2 separate regions of the Sus scrofa genome follow, and region 2 is linked to region 1. Evidence: chromatin contacts called from public Hi-C data. All regions are on one chromosome and are shown on one strand. Each heading gives the region's core, a stretch centred on a gene start, on an enhancer-like site or on the middle of the called end of the contact. The rest is flanking DNA. Distances are from core to core; before and after follow the strand shown. Region 1 overlaps UBAC2 (ubiquitin-associated domain-containing protein 2). Region 2 overlaps LOC110255850 (a long non-coding RNA gene).

Region 1 (3,008 bases), core at 6-2,505:
AAATAAACGTTTACTGAAGTACAACGTGTACATGGAAAAGTGTCCATATCTAAGTCTGGAGCTCCTGGAATTTTTACGGAGTGACCCCCTTTTAAACACTGTCCAGATGAAGGAACAGAGCGTCACTTCATCCTAAAAGACCCACTTGTGCTGCCTCCCAGGCATGCTTCCTCCCCAGAGTCTGTCCTGACTTGAACCCTGGTGTAGTTTTGTCTGGCTTTGACCTCTATGTAAATGCAGATGGGGACTTCTGTCTCTGGTGTCATTCTCTCAACATCATGTTTACATTGCTGCCCGTGGCGGTGGTTCCCGCTTTATTTATCATCGTGTGGTGTCTCGTGTGAATTGCTACTGTTGATGGACATTGGGCTGGTTTCTGGTTTGGGATGGTTGTCAGGACTGTTGCCGTGAACATCCTTGAACTTGTCTTTTGTGAGGTGGACGTCTGCGTTTCTGTTGGGTGTACCTGGGAGCTGAAAGCTGAGTCGGAAGGTGTACGTACCTTTGGCCAGTTTTCCTGTGGGTCAGGAATCTGGGAGCAGCTTAGCCGGGTGGCCCTGGCCCTGAGTCTCTCGTGGGGTTGCAGTCAGAATGGTCACCTGAAGGCCTGCCTTGCCTGGAAGACCCTCTCCCCAAACTTCCCAGTCACAGGGCTGTCAGCAGGAAGCCTCTGCTCCCCCGCACGAAGCTGCCTGCCCCCAGCGCGGCCGGTCCAAGACCTAGCAGCTCTTTTCATTTTAGTCCTTCTAGTGGATGGGCAGGGACAGATGAGTGGGCTTGTACTTTGTATTTCCTTGACGGCTAATGACATTAGGTACCTTTTCCTCTCTTGAGTTCCTTTTAAATATGTGTGCTGTCTTAGTTTCAGTTTCCAGGAGTTCCTTCGTATTTTCTGAGTGTCTGTTCTCGCGGGCGCCCTGTCTGGGTCTCATGGCTGCAGTCTTTTTCTCCTCTCGTGAGGTTAAGGATAACCCTCCACCCCACCTCAAGGTTTTCATTTGCCTGCACGATGTCTGTTTCTTCTGAGTTCCTTTTTTCCCTCCTTGTTTTCTGCTTTTGATGTTAGGGGCTTTCCTTAAGCGCCTTTGAGCCTTTGGCTGTTTATATGTAACAGGCCCAGTTTTTGAAAAAGCTGGTTGAGGAAATGGCTTGGGTGCCAAGGCCCGAATGCCCCTCACAGGCTTCATGGTAGAGTCCCCTCCCTGGGCTGTTCTCAGTGAACCCCCAGGATCAGGATCTAAAACATACGCCCCCTTCTTCCCTCAGGAACTGTCGCATTCCCCAGGGCCTGTTCTCCAGTCTGCAGCCTGGGCTGTAGGTCTGGGAGTCTGCACATTTAGTATGTAAACTTTGAGTTCTAGTCTTGCATTTGCATGCTTGGCCATGCAAAGGAGTCCCCCAGTCCAGGCCCCTCCTGTTGCCTTTTCTAGATAATTACCGCCCCCTCCCCGCCAGAGAGTCAGCAGGTGGGCAGAGGGCTGGGAGGGGTCAGTGCTCCCACCCACCTCCCACCTCTCAGCAGATCTGGGAAAATGTGGAGCTGCTAATCCTGCCGCCCTTAGGAAGCTCCAGGGTTACTCCGTTTGTGTCTCAGATTTGACCATTGCTGGTTTAGCATTTCCTTTTCTCAGGTTTTCAGGTTAGTTATCACTCTACTCATGTTTTCCAGCTGGAAAAAATTTTAAGGTCGTTAACTCTTTGTGGGTTTATGCCTTTAAAAAAATCTTTTAATGCCATTCTTATGAGGCTTTAGGAGAGAAACAGGGAGGGAAGTACGTGTGCTAAATCCACCTTCTTTAACTGGCAATGTTGTGGTTTTTAAAGTGTGTGTGTTTTAAGAACACTTAAAATAGTGAAATCAAATGATTTTTTTCTCCATCTGTTATTATATCAGGTTACCTCTATAAGCGTTCGGAAATCTCAGTAAAGTCGTTGTGTGTATATCATCCTCCAACAGTGTTCTTTTACACAAAGTGAGATAGACTTTGTAATCACAGTTCTATTTTGTCTTAACTTCCATGAGCCTATTTCCTGGACTTTGAGCGCTGCAGTCAGTTTTATCTCATCCCAGCCCCTCACCCAGTCCCGGCAACTGTGAGCCATGATCTCTTCAGGGCTGCTCCTCTGTTTCTTTGCAGGCTGTGTTTTAGGTACCTGCATTCTACTCCCTGTGATCTGCTGGAGAGCTGGTGATGAAAGGAGCCGGCGACAGCGCGTGTGTGTACACGCACATGCACACACACACTCTGTCTTAGGATCTGTCTACTGGAATTTATTGTTCTTCGAATTTCTGCAGATACACAGCTACCAACAGGATAAATTTCCTGCCGGTCTTATCATAAAGGGACCTTCCTGTTGTTCTTGATGATCAGATTCTATTTTTGACATGGATCTGATCCTGCCTCTTGGCATTGCAAAGGGTAAAACTTTCTAGAACTGGGTACAATTGATTCAAGAGGCTAAGAAACAAGTATTATGGTACCGCCGTAGTTATTTGGTGGATTAACTTGGTTATTTAGACCTATATTAAAGAATCAATCATAGATATTTAATGTAATTCTTAATGTTTTGCTCTAAATGAAACTCATTTGGGGAGTTCCTGTCGTGGCGCAGTGGTTAACGAATCCGACTAGGAACCATGAGGTTGCAGGTTCGGTCCCTGCCCTTGCTCAGTGGGTTAACGATCCGGCGTTGCCGTGAGCTGTGGTGTAGGTTGCAGACGTGGCTCGGATCCTGCGTTGCCGTGGCTCTGGCGTAGGCCGGTGGCTACAGCTCCGATTCGACCCCTAGCCTGGGAACCTCCATATGCCGCGGGAGTGGCCCAAGAAATAGCAACAACAACAACAACAAAAGACAAAAAGACAAAAAAAAAAAAAAAAGAAAGAAACTCGTTTGGGCTGCAGTGTTAACTGCAGTCACAGAATTGGTACCAAGAGATAGTTTTAACTTTTAATCTTAACAGTGCTAAGGGGTTGGGTTCTCTCGCAGTGAGGGCCAATTGGATAGTG
Region 2 (3,299 bases), core at 543-3,042, 150 kb after region 1:
TTCCATGTGCCATGGGTGCAGCCCGAAAAAGACAAAAAACAAAACAAAACTATTTTTCTGATCAAAGTGATGCTCCTTGCACTCAGTTCGGAACAGGCACTCAAGCATAAAGAAGAAAATAAATACTATAGCCAGCTCCAACAAGCAGAGATTATCATTGTTAATGTTTTGCGGTCTTTCCCTGCGGTGTTTTTTCTACGCGTGTTTGTAGCCAAGTCTCTGTTACTCAGCTGCCTGAACCTTTGCCCCAGAACATTGCAGAGAAACCCTTCGGCATCTAAGGCCACAGAGACAAGCCCTTACCTGTGGCGGAATGATCTTTGACTCCCAACAGCTGAACTATCTGTATAGACCGAAACCCATCTCACGCTCTTGCCTTGAGGAAGTAAAATCCACTCCTGTATCAAAAACACAACTGAGAAAGCTGCCAGCATATTTCCAGCGTGGCAGCTTGTGCTGAGTACGTTTTAAGTTAGGCAGATGATTCAGAGATAAGAATTTCTCTGGGTTTCTTGGCATCTTTTTCTGTGCCGTTGTTTAGATGAAGAAACACAGTAATTTGGGCTTTATTCCAGTGGAGGAGAAACTAGCGGCAGGGCCCGTGAGCTGGTCCTTTCCCCAGATCAGGTTTCACAGAGGAAAGCAGAGGGCAGGCTGTTGGTGCCAGCACCCCTGCACCTCTCAGGGGTGACAGTCAACCAGGGCACCCAGCCAGGAGGCCTACGGGGCTGGGCAAATCAATCCGATCCAAAGGATCTGTAGGAAATAATGCAAAGAGCATTTCGGCTCAGGTGTGAGACAGGTGTGGATTCCAGCAGAGCTGTCCTGCATCCCTTCTGATTTGGGGCAGGGGCCACAATTTCACACCAGAAGTGAGAAAAGAACCATGGCTTTGGTGGGTGATGCTCACATCATCGAAGCTTGGCTTGGTGGGAAACGTCTGAAATTGAAGGACAGTTGATTTACGATATTGTGTTAGTTTCAGGTATACGGCAAAGTGATTCAGTGCTGTGTGTTTCTTCTTCAGATTCTATTCCACTGTAGGTTCTTGCATGCCCTGTGCTAGCCTGTCAATCCCTGTTGCTTACCTAGTGGACGTAGAGTCATTGGTATCTGTTAATCCCATCCTCCTCATTCGTCCCTCTCCTTCTCCCTCTTCCCTTTAGCAGCCGTAAGTTGTGTTCTATGTCTGTGAGTCTATTTCTGTTTTGTATACAGATTCATTTGTATTTTTTAAGGTTCCACGTATAAGTGATATCATCATACATTTGTCTTTGTCTGACTTATTCCCTAAGTATGCTGTTCTCTAGGTCCATCCATGTTGCTGCAAATGGCAATACTGCACTCTGTTTATGGCTGAGCAATAGTCGTATATATGTACCACATCTTCTTAAGCCAGTCATCTGTTGAATGGCTCTTGAGTTGTTCCCATGTCTGGGCCAGCGATTAGTACTGTTATAAACACTGGGGCGTATGAATCTTTTTGATTTAGGGGTGGGACTGCAGGATCACATGGTAACACTATTTTCAGTTATTTAAGGAAGTTCCATGCTGTTTTCCCTCTCTCTCTCTCTCTCTCTCTCTCTCTCTCTCGCCTGGACTCCATTCCCTGCAGGTAGGCAGTAGGTTACAGCTATTATTGTTGTGATTTTTTTGGATGAGAGTTGCACCTTTAGAATCCAGATCCAGCGTGAACAAAACGAGGCCCCAGGAGTTCAGACCTATTATGACACCCAGGAGAGTGGTGATTCGAAAGTGCTGCCTAAGTGAAAGCAGAGTCCCCCTCTTTCTCAGTCGCCTTGAACTCACGCCTCTGCCCCCTTGTGGTGGAAACGGAGCACGACCGGGTGATTGGTCTGTGGCACCGAACAGGTTTCCTTGTTTGAATGTGAGTTCTCTCTATTATTATTATTTTTTTATATATTTTTCCCACTATACAGCAAGGGGGTCAGGTTATCCTTACATGTATACATTACAATTATATTTTTCCCCCATCTATTATTATTGTTATTGTTAGTAGTAGTAGTAGTGGTATTGTTACCACTACATTTTCTACTGGTTGAATGTTACTATTCATGAGGACACTAGTGGCCATACATCCTGGCACTGTGCTAAGTGAGCACTTCACATGCTTAATTCATCAAAGATTTACAGCAACCTTGTAGTGTAATGGGTGTCAGCACTGCCATTTATAGGGCAGGAGGCAACAGCTCAGAGACTCTGAGTAACTTGTCCAGAGTCACACAACTCTTACGAAATGGGTCTAGGACATCACCTGAGACCTTAACCACTTACCCACTTCGCCCAGTCCCACCACAGCTGGTTAGAGTGGTGTTTCTCAAATCTGAGTTAGAAGAGGACCCCTGTAAAAGAAAGTCCTGGAGTTCCCGTCGTGTCTCAGCGGTAACGAACCCGACCGTGTCCATGAGGACTCGTGTTTGATCCCCGGCCTCGCTCAGTGGGGTAAGGATCCGACGTTGCCGGGAGCTGTGGTGTAGGTCGCAGACACGGCTCGGATCCGACGTTGCTGGGAGCTGTGGTGTAGGTCGCAGACACGGCTCGGATCTGACGTTGCTGGGGCTGTGGTGTAGGTCGCAGACACGGCTCGGATCTGACGTTGCTGGGGCTGTGGTGTAGGCCGGCGGCTGCAGCTCTGATTGCGCCCCTAGCCTGGGAACGTCCAGGGTATGCCACAGGTGCAGCCCTAAAGAGACAATAAGTAAAGAAATCCTTTCTTGTGAACCAAAAAACTGAGACTTCTCTGAGAAGCTGAGTTAAAAGTGAAACCCTGCAGGAGGACCCTCGTGGCTCAGCAGCTTAAGGTGAAGGCTTTCACTGCTGTGGTTCTAGTTACAGCTGTGGCTCGGCTTCGATCCCTGGCCAGGAATTTCCACATGCCATGGGCACAGCCAAAAAACAACTACAAAAATGCAAAGCCCTGTAACCACAGCCACCACAGACACTCAGATGTCACAAAGGCCCCCTGCACAGGCTTCCCTGGAAAGGGCCATTCCCTTGGTCCAGAATAAACCTATTTTTTTTTTTTAAGATAATCACTGAAATGAAAACATAGCCAAATTTAGTGCCCAAGGGTATGTGGGCAAGGCACTGCCTCCTCCATCAACTCTGCCAGTGTGAGAAACACATTTATAAGAAAGCGGTTGGTCTGATAGAGCTCACAGGACCCTTCCTGACTGGCTGGCCCTTTAATCTCTTTTTTTTTTTAATTCCGTAAGGCTTTTCCTGGATTTCCTTTGAATCCGAGCCTTGGAGGTGCAGACTGGCCTTAGGCAGAGTCC

What was found. Hi-C and Micro-C count contacts between places; a contact is called where the count stands out from the background.
Region 2: a contact with region 1 is called in a Hi-C map of alveolar macrophages, with 4 times the contacts expected there. The contact joins two enhancer-like sites. A contact is called at or near these places in 4 of 5 promoter capture datasets (fetal liver, fetal skeletal muscle, liver and 1 more), 33 of 47 Hi-C or Micro-C datasets (adipose tissue, alveolar macrophages, blood and 17 more) and 2 of 2 datasets of contacts at active chromatin or transcription factors (alveolar macrophages and skeletal muscle).

Annotation. Positions count from the first base shown.
Region 1 is chr11:68,212,381-68,215,388 of Sscrofa11.1, forward strand. All of the region lies in intron 5 of UBAC2 (ubiquitin-associated domain-containing protein 2), which reads left to right. Among named protein-coding and RNA genes, the nearest start is that of GPR18, 22 kb to the left of the region's middle. Within about 2 kb of position 1,256, at least 16 of the 83 cell types and tissues checked have an H3K27ac peak or open chromatin away from gene starts, as enhancers often do. A contact at or near this core is called in adipose tissue, alveolar macrophages and omental adipose tissue, where this site is marked.
Region 2 is chr11:68,361,204-68,364,502 of Sscrofa11.1, forward strand. All of the region lies in intron 1 of LOC110255850 (a long non-coding RNA gene), which reads left to right. Among named protein-coding and RNA genes, the nearest start is that of TM9SF2, 45 kb to the right of the region's middle. Within about 2 kb of position 1,793, at least 17 of the 83 cell types and tissues checked have an H3K27ac peak or open chromatin away from gene starts, as enhancers often do. A contact at or near this core is called in adipose tissue, alveolar macrophages and omental adipose tissue, where this site is marked.